2 separate regions of the Mus musculus genome follow, and region 2 is linked to region 1. A link is a contact called in public promoter capture Hi-C data. All regions are on one chromosome and are shown on one strand. Each heading gives the region's core, a stretch centred on a gene start, on an enhancer-like site or on the middle of the called end of the contact. The rest is flanking DNA. Distances are from core to core; before and after follow the strand shown. Region 1 holds the start of Itfg1 (integrin alpha FG-GAP repeat containing 1). Region 2 holds the start of Cnep1r1 (CTD nuclear envelope phosphatase 1 regulatory subunit 1).

Evidence for each region. Promoter capture Hi-C pulls out the DNA fragments that hold promoters and counts their contacts.
Region 2: a promoter capture Hi-C map of pre-B cells shows a contact between it and region 1, with 2.1 times the contacts expected there. The contact joins the promoter of Cnep1r1 here to the promoter of Itfg1 in region 1. A contact is called at or near these places in 5 of 39 promoter capture datasets (embryonic stem cells, hippocampal neurons, liver and 1 more) and 1 of 115 datasets of contacts at active chromatin or transcription factors (astrocytes).

The regions. Positions count from the first base shown.
Region 1 is chr8:85,839,434-85,844,385 of GRCm38.p6, forward strand. It overlaps Itfg1 (integrin alpha FG-GAP repeat containing 1), which reads right to left and starts at 1,516. Exons shown (of 18, transcript NM_028007.3): 1 at 1,101-1,516. The coding sequence starts at 1,305. Phkb (phosphorylase kinase beta) reads left to right here and starts at 1,555. Exons shown (of 32, transcript NM_199446.2): 1 at 1,555-1,670; 2 at 3,571-3,679. The coding sequence starts at 3,628.
Region 2 is chr8:88,116,383-88,120,966 of GRCm38.p6, forward strand. It overlaps Cnep1r1 (CTD nuclear envelope phosphatase 1 regulatory subunit 1), which reads left to right and starts at 2,377. Exons shown (of 6, transcript NM_029074.3): 1 at 2,377-2,487; 2 at 3,398-3,469. The coding sequence starts at 2,463. It overlaps Gm2716 (predicted gene 2716), which reads right to left and starts at 2,225. Exons shown (of 8, transcript NR_151771.1): 1 at 1,984-2,225.

The sequences.
Region 1 (4,952 bases), core at 266-2,765:
ATACCAAGGATCCAGGAATTCCTACTAAAACATCTACTCACAAGTTACAAGGATATAAGTCAACACATAAGCAGAAAAAGCAGAGCCCTCCACACTTCCCCCTTTGCTTCCACATGGATGGGTCAATTAATGTTCATTGGGACAGACTTTCAGAAACGCTTAATCAAGCACAGGATATCTTCAATGTCTCTGTATCTAGTTTGGATAGATTAGCTACAGACTTTGAGTATTCTTGCAATGTGGGTAATCATTCAAATAGAGGAAAAACCATCCAGGTCTTATAAGAGGTTCTGGGGTCCTGGAAAGAGCACTCAAAAGACCTTGTCAGGATCCTGCCAGTCAGCTTTGTAGGGGCTTTAAACTTTATTCATGGCCTTGGTCCTTAACCACCAACCGATGCACTTGGTCAGCATCAGACATTTTTTCTTTTAAGGCTTAATGTGGTTAATGAACTTTCAATGGCAAGTTGGATGAAGACTATAGCAGTACTCAAGATGAGGAGGGGCCAGATGTACACTAAGCTAAGGCACCTTATGCTGGAGAAGTCTGAAGTTTGAGAATGTATGACCAAGGAGGCACTGCGTTTATCAGCAGTTAACAACAACAGAGGCTGGTGTGAGTGGTGGAGAATTTGGTGCCTGAGGAAGGCACAGTGCCTTTAAAGATCTTAACACAAGGAAGGGCAGAATTAGTAGGAGGTGAAGGCAGAACATCTCTCACAAGAAACTGTCAGCTTGCATGTTTTCTCATCAAAGGGGGTGGAAGATTGGAAAAAAGACGGGAAAGCAAATGCTTAGACCAGAAACCAAGGTTCTTAGAAATCTGGAAGACCTTTGGCAGGCAGGTGATCATTCGCCATATGAAGGCTAGAGGTTTCTAGATGAAGGGAGGTTGGTGTGTTCTTAAGGGTTGGGCTGATGGTCAAGCCGCGGGGTTACTGAGTTAGGACCGAGGGTTGATAAAAACAGGGGAAAGCTGTCCCTGTGCTGAAGATAAAGGGAGAGCCAGAAGACTGGGAAATGCAAGAGGTAGGGTAACAGGAATCAGGGGGCGTGGGTACACCGGGAGGGGCAGACAGAGGAGGGCCGGCAAGCACTGACTTTCCCGCAGCACGAAGAGGTCCGTCTGTTTGTCGGAGTTGAGGTCACCGAAGGCCGCCAGGGTGCCCCAGGCCTCAGCCCCAAAGAGCTCGGCCGTGACGTTGTGCAGAGCCCGCGCCGGGGCAGGCCCAACGCTCAGCAGCGCGAGCCCCAAGAACAGCGGGGCCAGCACCGCCCTGGCGCTAGGAAGCCGGCCTGCCGCCATGGCGCCTTCGGCCCGGCCGGCCTCCGCCGCGCTTGACGGCAGCCGCAAAGCACCGTGCGACTGACCGGCCGACCGAGAAAAGACTCGGGGTGCGGCCTCACGGGCAGCCCCTCGCTGCACTCTCACGCTGCCCTGGGGCTGTTTCTCCGACGACCAAGACGCCGAGGAGCTAGGGCGGCGTCTGCCCGGGAACTCACTTCCGGCTGTCGTGCCTCCCGACAGTGTCGCGCGAGGGGGCGGGGCCGGGCCGGCCTCGCTGACTGGCAGCTGGGGTGGTGGGCACTGTGCGATGGCGGGGGCTGAGGGACTCATGGCTGAAGTAAGCTGGAAGCTCTTGGAACGAAGAGCCCGGGCCAAGCGCTCAGGTTTGACTGCCTGTGACCACAACCTTCCCCCTCCTGGGTACAGGGGGTGGTGCTCCTCCGCAAGTCCCCTGGAGGGAGGCAGGTGGGATCTGTCCTGGGGATCAACTTGCTTCCTTAAGTTGGCTCCAGAAAGCAATAGGTTTCTCTTGCTGCCCTGCTCTTGTCCATCTTGGTCCCCATTCCCCAATCCCTGCACTTCCCCCATTTAGATAACGTCTGTCTTTCTCCCCCAAGTTATTTCCTCTCCAAAGTTAGTGATAAGCTGACTTCTCCAGAAACTTTGCCGAGTAAGTCAGCTAGTGACAAGTTCTTTGGAACCTGAACGCTCTTGCTCTGCAAAAAGTAGACCTCCATTTTTAGTGAGGTCCTAAAGAGCTGGCGACTACTTTTGTCTCATATGCCCCCTTCACATTCCTCAGTAATTTTTAGCTGCAGCCAGTTCTGTGTGTCAGAAATTGAGGAAGACGGTTTGTGCCACAAGTTAAGTTAGTGTACAGTTATGACTCAGAATGAAATTGGCCCCTTCCCTAGCCAAATGGTCCCACCACCTGTAGCTTCTAGTTGTGGTTCCCAACCACGGAGATTAAAAAGCCAGCAGTCCGAGTGTCCTGAACTGACTTGTTCAAATTGCAAAGTCACACTGGCGTTTTAAAAGTTAGTACTCCTGATTAATAACTTTCCAGAGAGCCAGCAGTGAAACTGCCACTTTTGAAATTGGATACAATCTTGGGGGAAAAAATGTGTCCTTAAACACGAGAGGTGGGGGACAAGAAATGTTCAACCAAGAACCTTTCCCTTGTCAAAGATTGACGAAAGATTGTAGAAAAGTACTGTATTTGTTAAAGTATTGCCAATTTCATTCCATTTGAAATCTTAAAATTTTTGTGTGTTTATTTACTTAGGACTTAGGGTTGTAATGGAACAAACACATGAAAAGTAAGAGAAATTTTTAGAAAGCAGTTGACTCAAGTTCAGAGTCAGTAGAATTATTTGAAACAGTTGTAGGGATATTTGTTGCTTATATTTTCTTTTATTGTGTCATATAGAAATTTTGAGTTGGTTATTAACACTGTTGCTGTGGGAATAGAAAAAGTGCTATTAGGTTGTTCTGGGCAAAGAGAATAACTAGTCTTTTGCCAGGGTCTTTAACCGTCCTCTCAACCCCCAACATGTATTTTTGCAACACAGTTTTGCAACATAGTAATCCTATAGGGTCTATTTTCTCTTCAAGTCTTTATTTTACTCAAATATATGTCACAACAGCAAGTGTTGAAAACCGTATTTTTCTTAATAGGGTAAATTCTGCTTAACTATTGTTGAATGCAGTTTCTTAAACCTAGTCTCAGCCATAGTAGATACTATCCAAATTTACTGTATGTTTACATAAGAGTAAAGTGCAGATAGAAGTGGAAAAAAAAAAAGATAGTAGTTGAGGCAAATCTTAGTAGTTATGTTTGCAGTTTCTACTATTTTTGATTCCGAAAAATACAGACACTAAACCTTGAGCCATATTATTTACTTCCTGCTTATTATAAAGTGTTAACTTGATTCTGTTTACAACTTTTAACTGTGTAAACAGCCTTGTTTGAAACATGAATTGACCTGTTTCTGGGACAGGCTCCTCTTTGGAGTTATAAGCATTGTTACATAGTAGCATTAACAACTTAAAGAACAATAAAGGATACTATTAATTGAATGTGTCTTAGTAAGTGGATATTATGTTTCTGTCTTTTCATGTATGCAAACTTAATTTACCAAATAAAGGAAATCAAATTCTTGAGTCATAAAAGACAAACTAAAATTATATAATGATCTTTAATTGTCTTTTGCACATTGCATCATGCTAATAACTGCTCATACATTAATCTAATGCTGATTGCTTCTAACCTTCACTAAACAGTTTTAAAATTGGTGTAGTTTAGCGTGCAACGCTTATGATAAGAATCAACAGTTTGAAATGGCCAACTCACCTGATGCAGCCTTCTCTTCACCTGCTTTGTTAAGGTCTGGTAAGTGTATAGACCCCAAAAGGGTCAACCGACAATTTTATATTTGTTGTTTTCAAGGTTAATGTTACTATATGGTATTTTTTGTTTCTTTTATGTCCCCTTTGGTGGACCCAACTGTGTGTACCATTTCAGTTCAAGTTAGCTTGTGCCCATTGAGTTTTGAATGTATCTTGTGGTACCCCAGGAAGGCAAAGGGTGGAGGCCTCTCAGGACAATTACAAGCTATTTGACCAAAAGCCGGCATTAGTGCTTAGGAACTGCAACTGTCAAACTGACAAGTCCAGTTAATTTTTAAAATGATTTTTGCCCATTTTTTAGGTATTGTAAATTGAGCTATAGTGTACATGAATGTGCAAATGCCTCTGTAATATGGTATAAATTCCTCTGGGTACATGCCCAGATGGTATGTTTATTTTTAGGTTTTTGACAGTCCTTAAGCCCTATTTTCAAAGTGGTTTTATTAGTTTATACCCCCATTAGCAATTTAGAACAGTTCCCTTTATTCACATTGATGGCACCGTTTTTTTGTCATTCATAATTCCACTCCATTCTAACTGGGTGGAATGGAATCTCAGAGTTGTTTCATTCTATGTTTCCTGATTTCCAAGGTTGTTGATGCCTTTTAAAAGCGTTTCTTAGACATTTGTAATTCTTCTTTTAAGAGCTCTATTCTTGTTTTGGTTCCTTAGCCTATGTTTTATTTTATTTTATTTTTTTGGAGTTTAGTGTTTTTAAGTTTTTATACTTTCTAGTTACTAATTCTCTTTACCCAACTGTTTATTTGGTTGTACAGAAAGCCTTTTAATTTCATGAGATCCTATTGAACCATTGTTGGTATTATTTCCTATGCTGTTCTGAAAACTCTTATCTGTATGTTGAAATGTATTTGGTGTTCTTTTATCTAGCAGTTTTGTGATATTAGGTCTTATATTGAAGTCTTTAAAAGATTTGGAATTTAGTTTTGTGCTGGGTGAGATATAGGAGTCTAGTTTCATTCATCGACGTGGTAATGCCCAGGTTTCCTAACCATCATTTGTTTAAGACACTGTTTTTGTCTAATATATATTTGGCTTTTAGTGAAAAATCAGGTAGCTATGGTTGTGGGGACTTCTAAGGCTTTGATTGCCTCTTCTTTTTCTTGACTTATTGTTCTAGGTAGATTTCCACCACTATATTAAATTTAAGTTTATATGGTATTTAGATAGTAGACATCCTTCACTTGTCCCTTATGGTAGTAGGAGTGCTTTAAGTTTTTCTCTCTTTACTATGATGC
Region 2 (4,584 bases), core at 1,127-3,626, 2.3 Mb after region 1:
ACACTTATTAGCCGCCATGTGAGTGCTGGGAATTGAACCTGGGTCCTTTGCAAGAACAGCCAGTGAGGGGTGGGGAGGAGGTATGGGATGTGCAAAAGTCGGATAGCAGGGGGTTGGGGGACAGATCTGGACCAGTCTGATCTATAGAGCAAGATTCTAGACAGCCAAGGCTACACAGAGAAACCCTGTCTTGAAGAAAAAACAAAAACCAAAAAGACAGAGTTCACTGTGTAGTCTTGCTAGCCTGGAGCTCCCTGGGTAAATCTGCCTGCCTCTGCCTCCTGAGTGCTGGGACTTAACGTTTGTACCACCACACTCAGCTGCCTCTGTTCTTAAAAGAAATGGCGCCGGGTGGTGGTGGCGCACGCCTTTAATTACTTTAAGCACTTGGGAGGCAGAGGCAGGTGGATTTCTGAGTTCCAGGACAGCCAGGGCTACACAGAGAAACCCTGTCTCAAAAAAAAAAAAAAAAAAAAAAAAAAAAGTAATGGCTATGGGCAAGGGTGTAGTGTAGCATTCCTTTAATCCCAGCAAAGGCAAGAAAATCTCTGTGAACTCAAAACCTACCTGGTCAACATAGAGAGTTACAAAACAGCCAGGAATATGTCTGACCCTGGCTCAAAACATCAAGATGTCATCATCTAATAAGTATATTTTATAACTCATAGGTTTTGATCCATAACATTAAAAATTCATCTCGAAGCTGGGCATGATGGTACCATGCTTTTAATCCCAGCACTGCAGGTAGGTCTCTGAGTTCTAGGCTAGCTTACTCTACAAAGTGAGTTCCAGGACAGTCAAGGTTGCTATACAGAGAAACCTTGTTTGGAAAAAAACATAACACACACACACACACACACACACACACACATCTTTAAGTCAGGCTTGGCAACTCACACCTGAATACTTGAAAGGCTTAAGCAGGAGGACTGCAAGTTTGAAGCCAGAATGGACCTTTGTAGCAAGTTCATGACCAGCTTAATCTACAGAGAAAAACTCCATCTCTAAAACAAACAAGTCATCGTAAAAGTTTAAATGAGATAATGCATGTAAAGGGTTTGGACCAGAGAAGGCTCCTTAATGGGAAAGTTTAGAAAGTGCTACTAGGGTAGAGGAGTCTATAAAACAAAGGAGTCAGGAGCTGATAAGTGAGTTAGGGCAAAGGTTGATTAGTAAAACACACAATGTATCAATTTTGGGAACATGGCGGTGTTGCTCAAAGACCTTCTCAGCCCTGATCTGTGTGGCTGGATCCTTTCCGTCTTCTTGGGCCTCTCAGCTCAAACTTCCTTGCAACACTTCTGGACCTCCTTCCTCCTGTCTTTAATATTGGTTGCTTTTTCCATAGAGCTACTGTTATCTGAAATCAGTTGCCTACTTTTATGTTTATTGCTCCCTGAAACCTTTCACTGTGAGGAATGCAATCTTATCTACCGTGGTCATAAATATAATGTAATATGGGACAAATACAATGCGTAGCATGTCATGCAATAAATACCTCTTGAATGAATCAATGACCACCAGGAAATAAACAGAAATAACAGGTCATTTTAATCAAATGTTAATTTTGCTAACCCTGTACATATTTTTGTTATACTTACAAAGACATACTTTGTGCATTCTTTTTTTGTTTTGTTTTGTTTTTTGTTGTTGTTTTTTGGTTTTTGTTTTTGTTTTTTTGGTTTTTTTTTTTTTGTTTGTTTGTTTTTCGAGACAGGGTTTCTCTTAGCCCTGGCTGTCCTGGAACTCACTCTGTAGACCAGGCTAGCTTCGAACTCAGAAATCCACCTGCCTCTGCCTCCCAAGTGCTGGGATTAAAGGTATGCGCCACCACCGCCCGGCACTTTGTGCATTCTTTATGACTATATTGGACGACATGAGGAGAAAATAACCAAGAAAGAAATCCTTCCTTAAGGAATTGGATATCTAAAGAAGAGAAATCAAAATCAAGGAAATCTGCTTGGGGGCGCTTCTAGTACTTACTGCTGAACATATCTCAGTTTCTCTTTAGTTCCTTGAGGGCAGGGATAGATTGGTGGTCTCTCCTTAGCAACCAAAATACTGCCCAGAAGTTAGTGGGCGCTCAATCATTGTTTTAAGAACTAAGAAAGCAACCAAGCTTAAAAATAAAGTATGCTTGGACAGAATTCAGTTCCTCCCCGAGGCAGGAGGCGGCGCCATGGCTATATCAGCCTAGCTGCTCGCTATTCTCGGCCCTTCCAGTTGAACATCTAGCGCTGGGTTCCCGAAGGCGTTTGCTGAAATTAGCCAATAGAAAACTAGTTTAGTTGAGGGGTCTGGATGAGCTACCCAATAAACTCAACGTTTCTAGAAAATGGGCGGTGCCAAACGGAGGGGCTGAAGGGAGCGGTTAGAGGTGGGAGTTGGCGCTGTCGGCGGGGCGGGGAGGGCGGGCTGCGATGAGGACCGGGCCGTGGCGGTGACCGGAGCTGCCGCCCGACATGAACTCGCTGGAACAAGCGGAAGGTAGAGTGTGTCTTCCGCCGGGTCCCGTCCCGAGGCTGAGGAGGTCGCGAGGGCGGCGTGGCGGGGACGCGGGGCGCACGGCCGCCGAGGGGTGCCGCCTTCCCCCCCCGCAGGGGCTCGGGGGCCCCCCCGTCTCAGTGACGAGCCCTTGCGAGTTATAGAGTGCGAATTCATTTTCTGTTTGACAACCTAACGAACCGTAACCCTAATTTCTTCCTTGGCTTCTGTAATTGCCGGAATTTAGATGTACTCTTGGCCTTTCAAAGTTTTGTTTTATTTTGATTTTTTAAAAAACACCTCTGTGGGAATAACACCCTACTTCATTCAGAGGTACGCTCTGCCACAGCACAAGGCGTAGGCGCTGCTGCTGGCCGGACGTTCACCGGCGACCCATTCCTAGGAGGATAAGGGAGTATGTTTGTACAGCCCGTTATCTGTGTATGGAAGTCTAGTAAGCCCATACTACATAGCCATCAATTAATGATAAGAGCTAGGGCCGGAATCGGATAATTGCAGTCAATTAGACCTCATGGATTTTGATGTTTCAACAGGAAGTTCTTGGTTCCACAGAATTAGAATTAAGCTGGAGTTTGGTCCATTTATTTGTAAACACCCTCCACCGCACCCCCCAGTTTTAGCTTTTGACTCTTGGCTGAAGTTGCTGCTGGTCTTCCAGCATACCAGTTTTCAAGCTTCTAAAAGTAGACCAACTGGTTTCCAGAAATTGGGATGAACGAAAAATGATGTTTTTGTTGTGTACTTAAAATTGTTATTATATAAGCAAACGGTGCGTGACACAAGTAATTTGATGTGCAAGACCTGTTGGAGTTTGTCGATCTAAAATTTCATTTTATCAAATTTCATTTCGGACTAGAAAGAGCAGATAGAGAACTGAATTCTCTTTACCTAGATCTCAAGGCTTTCGAAAGAAGACTTACTGAATATATTCATTGCTTGCAACCTGCCACTGGACGTTGGAGAAGTAAGTTGCTGAATGCTTTCTAAGGGAAAATAAAGTGTGGTTGATAGCTTTATTCCTAAGTAGGAACGACTCCCTTTCTTTAAAACTTTTGACTAGTAAATCCTTGTTTTACTAAGCTATAAGATTTCTGAGTTTAGACAACTTTTTTTGTTTTTGTTTTTGTTTTTTGTTGTTGTTGTTGTTGTTGTTTTTCCAGACAGGGTTTCTCTGTATAGCCCTGGCTGTCCTGGAACTCGCTCTGTAGACCAGGCTGGCCTCGAACTCAGAAATCCACCTGCCTCTGCCTCTGCCTCCTGAGTGCTGGGATTAAAGGCGTGAGCCACCAAGCCTGGCTAGACAACTTTTAAATGTATTACTTAGTGCTGTTGACAACGTATTACACAGAAGTACTTAAGAAAATTATGAGCTGGCAAGATAGCTCTGGTGTATGCCGTTCAAGCCTATATCCCTCAGTTGCATCTTCAGAAGCCATTTAAAGGGGAAGGAGAGGGCAGACTCCACAAACTTCTCTTCTGACCTTCACATTTGTGCTGTGCTATGACATGCATGCCTATATATACCATGCAGCTACACACACACACTAAATAATTTTTTAAAGAAAAAGGAAATTATAACTGGCTACCCTAAAAGGAGAGACTATTTTATATGGTTGAATTGTTATTTTTTATGAAAATACATATTTTTTAATTTTAAGTGCATGCCTGTTGCCTGCAGAGTCCAGAAGAGGGTACCTTATATCCTGCAACAGGAGTTGCTAGTGATTATAAGCTATTGTGTGGGTGCTGGGGACTGAACCCAGGTTCTCTGCAAGAACAAGTGCTCTTAACTTTTGAGCTATCTCTCCAACCCCACCTCCAATAATATTTTTTTTTTATTTTATGTATGGGTGTTTTGCCTGCACATATGTTTGTATACTACATATGTGCAGTCCCCAAAAGATTCTCTAGGACTGGAGTTATAGAGGGTTGTAAGTTGTCATGTGGGTGCTGGGAATTGAACATGGGACTTGTAGAAGAGCAGCCGGTTGAGCCATTTCTCCAGCCTTAAGAGACATATTTTTAATTAAAAGTTGTAACTTTCAGCTGGGTGGTGGTGGCACACGCCTTTAATCCCAG